Regions from separate parts of the Mus musculus genome. Here all the other regions are linked to region 1. Evidence: chromatin contacts called from public Hi-C data. All regions are on one chromosome and are shown on one strand. Each heading gives the region's core, a stretch centred on a gene start, on an enhancer-like site or on the middle of the called end of the contact. The rest is flanking DNA. Distances are from core to core; before and after follow the strand shown.

Region 1 (3,295 bases), core at 407-2,906:
GACAGTGTTTGTGTGTTTGTGTGTGTATGTATGTGTGTGTGTGTAAATGTCTGTCTACCTATAACCCATGTGTGTGTAAATGTCTGTCTATTTGTGTCTGTACCCTATGAGTGAGTGAGTGTGTGTGTTTGTATATGTGTGTGTGTGTGTGTGTGTGTGTGTGTGTGTGTGTGTGCGCGCGCGCGCGTGTGTGTATACTCTCCTCCCTAGATTGTGTTATGAAATGACTGGATTTTAGTATTAGAACTACTAGCAACTCACTAATATTCACTTTTCTCCTTTCCAAACTTTGAACAATGATACTTAGCCAACATAAATTCTTTGAAAATTAACAAAAAGGGAAGCTTTCTGTAAAATGTTCTCAGCATAAGTTATTTGTCTGACTTGTGGTCTAACTGAGGCCTGATTTTACCTGTGGTTAGAAGCAGGAGCATGTGTGGAACTTGCTACCTTGGCCAACAAAACTTTATTTTAAAGAAGGCTGAACGAAGCCTAGAAAGATGATTCAGTGATTAACAGTGATTACTATTTTACCAAAAGAGTTCAGTGCCCATGATGGTAGGTTATAGCCACTTATAACTCCAACATCTGGCATCCAATGCGCTTTTCTAATCTATTCTCGTACCACCGTACACATTCTTTACATATACACAGACACAATTTTAGAAATCATTTTTGGTAAAAAAGGTTAAAGGGCCTTCTACGATGGAGCATCTCCAATGGAAAATTCAGACATAAAGTATGTGGCAGTTCAGAAGGTTTTCAGATCCAGCTGTTGATGTAGCTCATTTTACACTCATGTTTCAGCCCAGCTCAGCCCTAAGTACCTAGGAAGAGCCTGAACAATTTGCTGATTAAAGCAAGCCTGAACGTCTGGTAAAAAATTGAGTTATTTCTTCTAAGAAGAATCTCTTTATAGCACTGATAGTGAAATGCATGGGAATTCAGTAAAATATTTAATGAAAATTAAAAAGGCATGTGGAATCTCTTGTATATTTGCTGCCTTGACAGATTAGAAAGTATTTGCTATGCTCTGTTTTCTAAGAAATTACATGCCCTTTATCACTTGTATAATTTTTTTGTTAAAACTGGTGAAAATTACAGTTCTTATTTCTTTGCCTTTGATCTTAAAGAGGCACAGAAAAGTACTGGATTTTGACTGCCACCAGAAAGTGGTTGGCCAATTACTAGTCATGAATTACTGCTGTAAGGCAGATCTCATGCAATGGAAATCTCCTCTCCTTTTTTGCAAACTGATTATCACCTACGATTAATCACCAACAATGTTTACAGCTTTGTGAACTGAGAGAAAGACAATGAACAAACCTCAACGGACAAATATCCTCTGGACAATACTGTCCTTGTTGGAAACCTTCAACACCAAACCCAAAAAGACAAAAGACAAAAGAAATCTGAACTCTGAACGCCACAATGACTGGTCACAAAATAACTTATGCAAACTAAAAGAAATTAGTGCTTATACAAAATATTGAATGAATATTAACATACGAAAAGAGAAAGGTAGCCATCTGTGTTACAGGTAGTGGTGTCCCTCCAAAATTTCTGTAGGATTTAAACTTCAAGACCTCTGACTACAGTGTTTTGGGAGATGTGCCTGTTAAAGACACCCTTAAGGAAAAATGAGAATGAGCGGGCCCTGATCCACTATGAGTGGTATCTCCTTGTAAGAAAAAGAGAATTGATCATACATACATACCTCTGGGAGACTAAGGAGGCCATAATTTGGAAGCCAGAAATCATCCACTCTGCTGATTTTGTGGTTTGGGACTTGTAGTAGCCATCACAGTGAAGATTCACTCCCATTTGTCCTATATTTATTATAACAGCCTGGTTAACAAATATAGCCCTTCACACAAAGGAATTCTCCCCGAGGATAATGCTTTAATTTTATTTCTATTTTTTATTTTATTTTACTCATTTTTGGATCTTGAGGTTGTGACAGCGGTTGTCTTCTGATTTGCAAAGCAGCTAGAAGTTCACTCATCCCCTTGTCTCATGGGAACTCATTTAGTGAAGAGAGAAATTAGTGGAGCATTGTCCTACAGTGCTTGGTGAGTAGTTGAGTGTCAGATCAAAGCCTATGGGGGGTCACATGAAGGGCAGCAGCTAAGGTTCGATGACATCCACACTCCACACTTCCTACTAGGAAAACTGGGGCACCACCTGATTAGTTGCTTGGCCAACTATTCACCTAGCAGGAAGCAGCCTGCTAAGGCTTGAAAGAAGATATTCAGGCTTTGAGTCTCACATGATTTCTGCTGTCCTATAACCGAAAGTCAGGCATATCCTCTGCAGAACTACTGTTCCTGGCTTCCTTCCTGTCCTCCCCACATCCTCCTTCAACAAGGAGATGCAAGACACCGAGCCAAATGGAAAACAACCACTGGGAAAACCAGCAACCCTAAAGGGGGAGTTTGTATTTCTGATTTTAATTTTTATGACTAGTAAGGAGAAAATGCTCAATCTCCACATGATAAAATCAAACATATTAAATTATGAATAATTGCCTTCCTCCTCTCAGCCTCCTCCCGCCCCCCACTCTCTGATATGTCCTTGAGTGAAGGAATGTGTTGTTCTACATAAAATGAGGCAATTGAAGAGACAGCTGGTGAGAATGAGGTTGGAAGAAAGTAACAATTTGCTTCTAAAATAATTGTGTGAAGGGAAAGATGTCTACTATGGGTTAATAAGATACCAATGCCCCCAGAGCTCCGTGGGACTAAACCACTAACCAAAGAAAACACATGGTGGGACTCATGGCTCTAGCAGCATATATAGCAGAGAATGGCCTAGTCAGTCATCAGTAGAAGGAGAGACCCTTGGTCCTGTGAAGGCTCTATGCCCTAGTATAGGGGAATGCCAGGACCAGGAAGTAGGAGTGGGTGTGTTGGTGAGCAGGAGGAGGGGGAAGGGGATAGAGGGTTTTCAGAGGGGAAACTAGGAAAGGGGATAATATTTGAAATGTAAATAAAGAAAATATCTACTAAAAATAATAAAACTATTAAAAAAGAAACTTTAAAAAAGTCTTAACTTATAATCACTGTACAACAGGGGAACGCCAGGGCCAAAAAGGGGGAGTGGGTGGGTAGGGGAGTGGGGGTAGGTGGGTATGGGGGACTTTTAGTATAGCATTGGAAATGTAAATGAGCTAAATACCTAATAAAAAATGGAAAAAAAAAGAATCAGACTATCTAATAAAATTCTGACCTTGAAAAAAAAAATAATCACTGTACAATACCACCTTGTCCCACTCCCTTTCTATATAAAGCATCTT
Region 2 (3,295 bases), core at 325-2,824, 120 kb before region 1:
TGCTGGTCTTAACTGCAGTCAGTGTTTTGGGCATGAACGACTGGCATTGCCTGGGCATATGAGAAGCTTGACAAATATAATCCCATATGATACTCAGGAAGTGATGTGCGTTCACCCTGAGACACAGGAAGGCAGGATTCATTTGGTAAAAATCTGGCATTTCCCCCACTAGAAAACTGACCCCACAGATTCAGTTTTGCTTAGAAGTAGAAATTAATAAATACTTGTTATAATTAGTGTCACCTACATGTTTAATTTGAGAAACAGGATAAATAAGGTCTCAAAATATATCCTAAAAATTCTAGCCTACGTTCCAAATTAGAAGCACAGATTGAGTTAATTTGATTTTAAAAATAGATTTCAGAGCGATCAAGCCACTTATACACAATAAATAAACTATTATGTAATCTGAGAATTGAAATGTTGATTCTATGTTTTGTTCAAAGAGGATTTAGCATGGCACCCAACCATAGTTCATTCTGATTCTTTCACCTGTACTCTTAATTTTGAAAAATACTAAATTTCAAGTCTGAATGCAGACTTAAAGCCTTTAAATATTTCATTGAGATTAAAAGTTTAAATAGAAATACTACTATAAAAAGAAGTTTTCAAGATGAACATTCTTTTCACAAAAGGGTCTCTTGGTAATTACACTGTGGACATTTAAACACAGTAATTACAGTTTTCAAATGACCAGAAGTCATTACTCAAAAGCTTCTTCACCACTCAATTACTGGGTCATGAGTTTCTCTTGCGAGCCTGCACTACTCTGGCATGATTCAACTTTTGTTTGGGATGGGGGTGGGGAATAGATTCTGTTTTGTGTCAGCAGCAGCATCAAGGGGGAAAAAAAAAGGAAAGAAAAGAAAAGAAAAAAAAGACACTCTCTTTTGTGGACTCTAGAAGGGTGGGAGTGGAGGCCTCGCATTCTTTTTGTGAAATCAAGCAGGTGAGCTACTTGTGTCCGAAAAAGTGCATTTCCTGACCATTTCTTAAGGTATTATACCTATTATCACAAGACTTAAACCTATTATAAGGACTGCGCTCTGTTTTGTAATCTGGACATCATACACTGGGGTTGACTCTAAAGTTAACCGCCTTTTAAAGAGAAAGAAAGTATTTAATACCAATTCTTGTGTCATGAAAGCCACAAAACAAGTGCACTGGGATGTTAACAATACCTTATGAAAAGACCATGAACGTTCTAATCGCAGTTGTGAGACTGGTGAGCAAAAGGCAGATAATGGAGGAATGAACTGAGAGAACAGTGGGAGAAGAAGCCTTTGGTTGATGGCCCCGGAAAGGCAGCAAAAATTCAAGGAGTGGTTTCTAAATTTCTATGAAGTCAGTGTCTGCTCACCAATGGAAAAGTTTGGAACTGTTATTTTCAGCAAATCTTTCCAGACTCCCTGATATATCCTAAGATCACCTGGTGAGAACATAAAACTTCCATTCCTTACTTCCTTAATTAAAATGGAACCCAAAGAATGAGACTCCCTTTGGAATGAGCACTCACTGAGAGCTTAAGAAGGAGGTGGAACATAGCAGAAGAATTTACAGGTCTCATAGACCAGAGATGACCAGCTGCCGTCAGTCACGTTAGCCTGTGCTATGTCATCAACACAGGCTCTGTTCCAAACTTAAAACATCCCCAAGCCTGACAGAAAGGCAAACCAAGCCAATGATCTACAAACAGTTTTAGGGTTTTATGTGACTTTAAAACCCAGTGTTAGTGAAAAGAGATTGTTAACAGGTTACAATTTTTTATTGTTTCTCCAAATAGAAAGCACAAAGGATTGCTTGTCTTTTGTTCTGTTGGTGTTGCTGGACTCTGGTCTTTGCTCTATTGTTAATCTTAGTCACTAGACTTTCCATATCTAGTTACAAAAGCTCCAAGCAGCCTGTGTACAAACCAAACAAAGGGCAGAGAGGACAAAAGTTCACCCAGGAGACAGGATCAGAGCTCCAACAGAATACAGAAGTTTTTTTTCATTTTGATGGGAAAAAATCTCACAGGACAGATGACAGTCATTGTTTGCACTGTCATGAGGACAGATAGGGATATTTACAGCTTAAAATTCTTCCATTCATTTCTCCTCATAATCATCCAATCAGATCATTCAGTTCAAAGCAGAAAGATTTTACTTGGTCATGTGTGAAAGCATCATCTGATTCCCAGTAGAACTTAATACATTTGAAACATTTCCTTCCTAGTTACCATTTAATAATAAATATTAATTCATTAAATTAATAAAGTAAAACAATACTTAGATAAACATTAAAGTAATTTCATATATTAACATTGATATTAATATGGCAAGATATCTATTTTTAATAATGTAAAAAGATTACATACAGGAGTTCTAAGCAAGAGTTGGAGAGCTCTAAACAGGCTCAGTTTGGTATGGTAAGTAGCTTAAACTCTCTTCATTGTTCTTTTTGGGTAAATAATAATAAACATTCCTGTTTCAAACATGGCTTCAAGTGCATGAGGCAGCACATTTTAGAAATCATGAACATGTTAGTGTAAAGTTAGATTTGCCTGTTTCAACTGTGACTCTCCTACTTCATTAATGTATTTTTACTGTCATTTCTCAAGTATGTTTTACTGTCAACTTCCATGCAAATTGAATGATCAATAGGAAACCAAGCCATGGCTTACATTGAGTCATTCGTCCATGATTGCTGTAATTCTCATATAAAACACTTTCTAGCATCTACTTTTGTCAGGTCCCTGCTAGGATATGAAGAACAGAAAGAAATAAATCATTTTCTTTAGCTCTAGGACTTCAGGAGTATTTCCAACATTTTACTGATAGAAATAATCATATTGGTAGCTAATATGACATGTACTATATGCTTTATATGTGCCTATAGATTTCTAAGAAATTTACACATATAGTCTTTTTAATGTAACATATGCTTTTAGATGTAGACACTTTACTATTCCTGTTTTATATGTGCAGGCATAGAGAGATTAAGTTGCATACACAAAGTTACCTGGACAAACAAAGGATAGGGATAGGTTTCAGATGAGACTCTGGCCCATAATCTGTACCATGTAAGCCAAGAAAAGGCTGTCTCACTTTCAGCATCTAAGGGGCATAAGGCTAAGTCCCAAAGAATATGACAGTAAGAAGAGATAAAGACGAAAAGGTTGTGCTAAAGCTGTTAGAGGAACCTCATAGATTCCATTTAAAAGGGACATTGATCATTATTACAGTGAGATTGGGGAAGATTGGTAGTGCCTTGTTAACATGAACCCCGTGGACTTCCTTGGGTAATTTGTATCTTA
Region 3 (3,295 bases), core at 453-2,952, 100 kb before region 1:
TCCTTTTCTTGTTTGTGAGTACACTCACAAACACATGCACTACATACATGTACACTCACAAAGACACAAACACACATAAATAAAAACCTAAACCATGGAGCTAAGGGCGGCAGTAAATCCATCCTTAAATAGTGCAGCCCTTGTACGCTGTAGCATCTACTCATGCTTTCCTACTAGAACCTGGAGTTGAGTCAGCTCTAAAAAAACATGACGAGATCCTACCAAAACGTTCACCTATGGGATAAAATGGCCTTCTGGAAACTTCTTCAAAGAGAGACAATTGGGTTGATGCATTTGGTCTAATTACAAAATATTGATCATAAGTCAGAGAAATTGGTGTGTAGTTGGCTATTCAATGTAGCTGGGATGCCATGGTGTGGGAATTAGGAGTACAATAATGTCCCCATTATCTGAAATTTTACCTTTCATGTATTCAATTATCAGCTAGCAACCATAGTCCAAAAGTAGTAAATAGAAAATTCTATAAATGGTTCTTAAGTTTAAATGATATGACAAAACTTATGCAACATTTTCTGTCTTGCAGGAGCATGAGTTGTTACTCAGTACTACTTATATACACTGTAAATCTCCTCTGACCTTGGTCCTATGCACTCTCACTTGCACCACCCCCCAATATATATATATATATATATATATATATATATATATATATATATATATACTGAAAGTCACCCTGTGATCCAGGATATGCACACTGCATTTATGCATTGCCTCTCAGTCACTTTATAGATGTCCAAGTGAGCAAACCAACTGTCACTATGCCATGGGACTTGTGTTAAAGTAATACTTGTTTATTTGGCCCTAGGGTACAAAAGTAGGAGCAGTAGTAATTCAGGTTGGCCAGAGAGAAGCCATAGAGTGCTTCCTGATATGGTGTAGAAAGTCCTCAGTGGGATATGACAATACTAATGATTCTTAAAGCCATAGAATTAAAAGTCTCCATCCAGAAAATCACGAAGAAGAATTTGTGCTAATTTTACTGTTGCATTTCAAACTGCCAGCCTTAGCTATAGCCACAGGGTGTGATGAACACTTAGTGAAGGTCTGATACTTATATGTGCATATGGAAATAAAAGAGCATGGTAGGAAGTTTCATAGCACAGATGTGGTTTAGACATTCCCTGGAAGTGTCCCAGCAATGGACAAGGGGGCTTATTGTACTAGAAGAGTTATTGGCCTGCATTGTTTTGACTTTAATCCTGACTTTCTTGTTTTCTCTGCTCTGATTCGGTGCTGGTTGCCAATGTGAAGTTTTGCAGGTTGCCATTTCAGGAAGAATTACTCTGTAACACATTTCCGTAAAGTTAGGCCCTCAGCATACTACTGTGTTTTCCAGGGTTTAGAGCTAAGGTCTAGCTGTCAGGTAGGCTGACTTCTAAGCTGGAGACTCTGGGGAAGTTTGGATTTTCAAGTCCACTGACTGTGCTGACAGACTCCTGTTGGTTGTTGCCATGTATCTGAGGTCACTTTTGTCACTTACTGTAAGTCATGACAACTGTTGTTTCTACCTTCCATATCACATGCCCTCTCACATGCTAAAAGCCAGCAGCAGCGTATGAGTCTCTTCACATGTGTAACATTCTTCTGTCTCTCCTGCTGCTAACTAGAGGAATTCACCACTTTTAAAGGGCCCTAAGTAGATCTCACCTAACTTCATGTCTTTCATTCTTCAACAACACCTGTGAAAAATTCCTTCACAGCAGTGCTGTACTTGACAGGAAGGGGTCTTCCAAGTGCCAGTGTCACTTATAATCCTGGGGTGATGTTAAGTGTACACTGGAAGGCAGGCCTGAGAATGCAATCCTGCAGAGTATACACATTCCCACATCTGTCTGGGAGGTCCTGAAGAAATTGTTACTTTTTTTAGGGAGGTAAACCTGGCTCACAGCAGCAGCACCTAAGTGACTTCATGTTGTATCCTGCAGGAAGGATACAACATCCTACATCTGTTAAGTGGGGTGAGTGAGCAAGAGATGTTTGTTCCTGGTGGAAGCCTACAGGGTAAGACCAGTGGCAGCAGAGAGGGGAGCTCTCAAGGGAAAGGACAGAATAGGAAAAGTGGGACATAGGGGCAAGAAGCAAAGACTATCCCCATTAGAATCTCCGAGAGTCTTTTTCAACATCACTTAGCCAAATTTAACCACAAACCAGTAGAACTACATTTTCAGACCTGGGTGTAAAAAGCTCTACAAGCGTTCAGACACTTAGGGGGAGAGGGGCAGTGCGGGGGCAGGGCATTTAAAACTGCAAAGCTAAAAGAAAACACAAAGTACTCCTGAAGCGGTAACCCCTAGACCATTTCTAGGGTATAGTGGGAAATAGTCCTTGGAGGCAGATCTCTTCCTGAGTTGCTTCAGTTCCCAAGGGAACAAATAGAGGTGCTTTCGGAGCTTGGCTTTCTCCAATCCATGGTATGGGAACAGGTCACCTGGGCAGGGCTTATGGGGGGAAGCAGCAGGGCCAGTAGACACAGGCTGCAGAGGGAACATGTTCCCTAGAGCTTACCCATTCCCATCTCCACCCCTCCGTTCCAATTAGTAAATCCCACCTTAAGTGTGGGCTTAAACTGAGACAGGGTTGGATAAAGGGAGAGGCACAGGCTTAAGCACATAATAGAACACAATAATTTATAACTCCATATTCAGAGATCCAACATTCTCTCTGGCTTTCACTCGCACTAGGCATGCACATGATAGGTGCGCAGACAGGCATGTAGGCAAAACACTCATATACATAAGATAAAAATAATTTTTAATGTTTTTTTAAATAGGTATTTTCTTATTTTACATTTCAAATGCTATCCCAAAAGACCCCCATACCCTCCCCCACCACCCCTCTACCCACCCACTCCCACTTCTTGGCCCTGATGTTCCCCTCTACTGAGGCATATAAAGTTTGCAAGGCCAAGGGGCCTCTCTTCCCAGTGATGGCCGATTAGGCCATCTTCTGCTACATATGCAGCTAGAGACATGAGCTCTGGGGGGTACTGTTAGTTCATATTGTTCCATCAATCTGGTTGCAGACCCCTTTAGCTCCTTGGGTACTTTCTCTAGCTCCTCCATTGGGGACCCTATGTTCAATCCAATAGCTGACTGTGAGCATCCACTTCTGTGTTTGCCAGGCACTGTCATAGCCTCACAAAAGACAACTATATCAGGGTCCTTTCAGCAAAATCTTGCTGGCGTATGCAATGGTGTCTGCGTTTGGAGGCTGATTATGGGATGGATCCCTGGGTGTGGCAGTCTCTAGATGGTCCATCCTTTCATCTCAGCTC

What was found. Hi-C and Micro-C count contacts between places; a contact is called where the count stands out from the background.
Region 2: a contact with region 1 is called in a Hi-C map of cortical glia, with 3 times the contacts expected there. The contact joins two enhancer-like sites. A contact is called at or near these places in 1 of 39 promoter capture datasets (the C10 cell line), 6 of 484 Hi-C or Micro-C datasets (brain, cortical glia, nephron progenitors and 2 more) and 5 of 115 datasets of contacts at active chromatin or transcription factors (embryonic stem cells, extraembryonic endoderm stem cells and neural progenitor cells).
Region 3: a contact with region 1 is called in a Hi-C map of cortical glia, with 2.1 times the contacts expected there. The contact joins two enhancer-like sites. A contact is called at or near these places in 2 of 484 Hi-C or Micro-C datasets (cortical glia and nephron progenitors) and 3 of 115 datasets of contacts at active chromatin or transcription factors (embryonic stem cells and neural progenitor cells).

What each region holds. Positions count from the first base shown.
Region 1 is chr3:14,988,817-14,992,111 of GRCm38.p6, reverse strand. The region is part of intron 3 of A930001A20Rik (RIKEN cDNA A930001A20 gene); the gene reads right to left. Among named protein-coding and RNA genes, the nearest start is that of A930001A20Rik, 19 kb to the right of the region's middle. Within about 2 kb of position 1,656, at least 23 of the 459 cell types and tissues checked have an H3K27ac peak or open chromatin away from gene starts, as enhancers often do. A contact at or near this core is called in cortical glia, where this site is marked.
Region 2 is chr3:15,110,955-15,114,249 of GRCm38.p6, reverse strand. No RefSeq gene overlaps it. Among named protein-coding and RNA genes, the nearest start is that of Gm33819, 45 kb to the left of the region's middle. Within about 2 kb of position 1,574, at least 26 of the 459 cell types and tissues checked have an H3K27ac peak or open chromatin away from gene starts, as enhancers often do. A contact at or near this core is called in cortical glia, where this site is marked.
Region 3 is chr3:15,092,733-15,096,027 of GRCm38.p6, reverse strand. No RefSeq gene overlaps it. Among named protein-coding and RNA genes, the nearest start is that of Gm42000, 38 kb to the right of the region's middle. Within about 2 kb of position 1,702, at least 11 of the 459 cell types and tissues checked have an H3K27ac peak or open chromatin away from gene starts, as enhancers often do. A contact at or near this core is called in cortical glia, where this site is marked.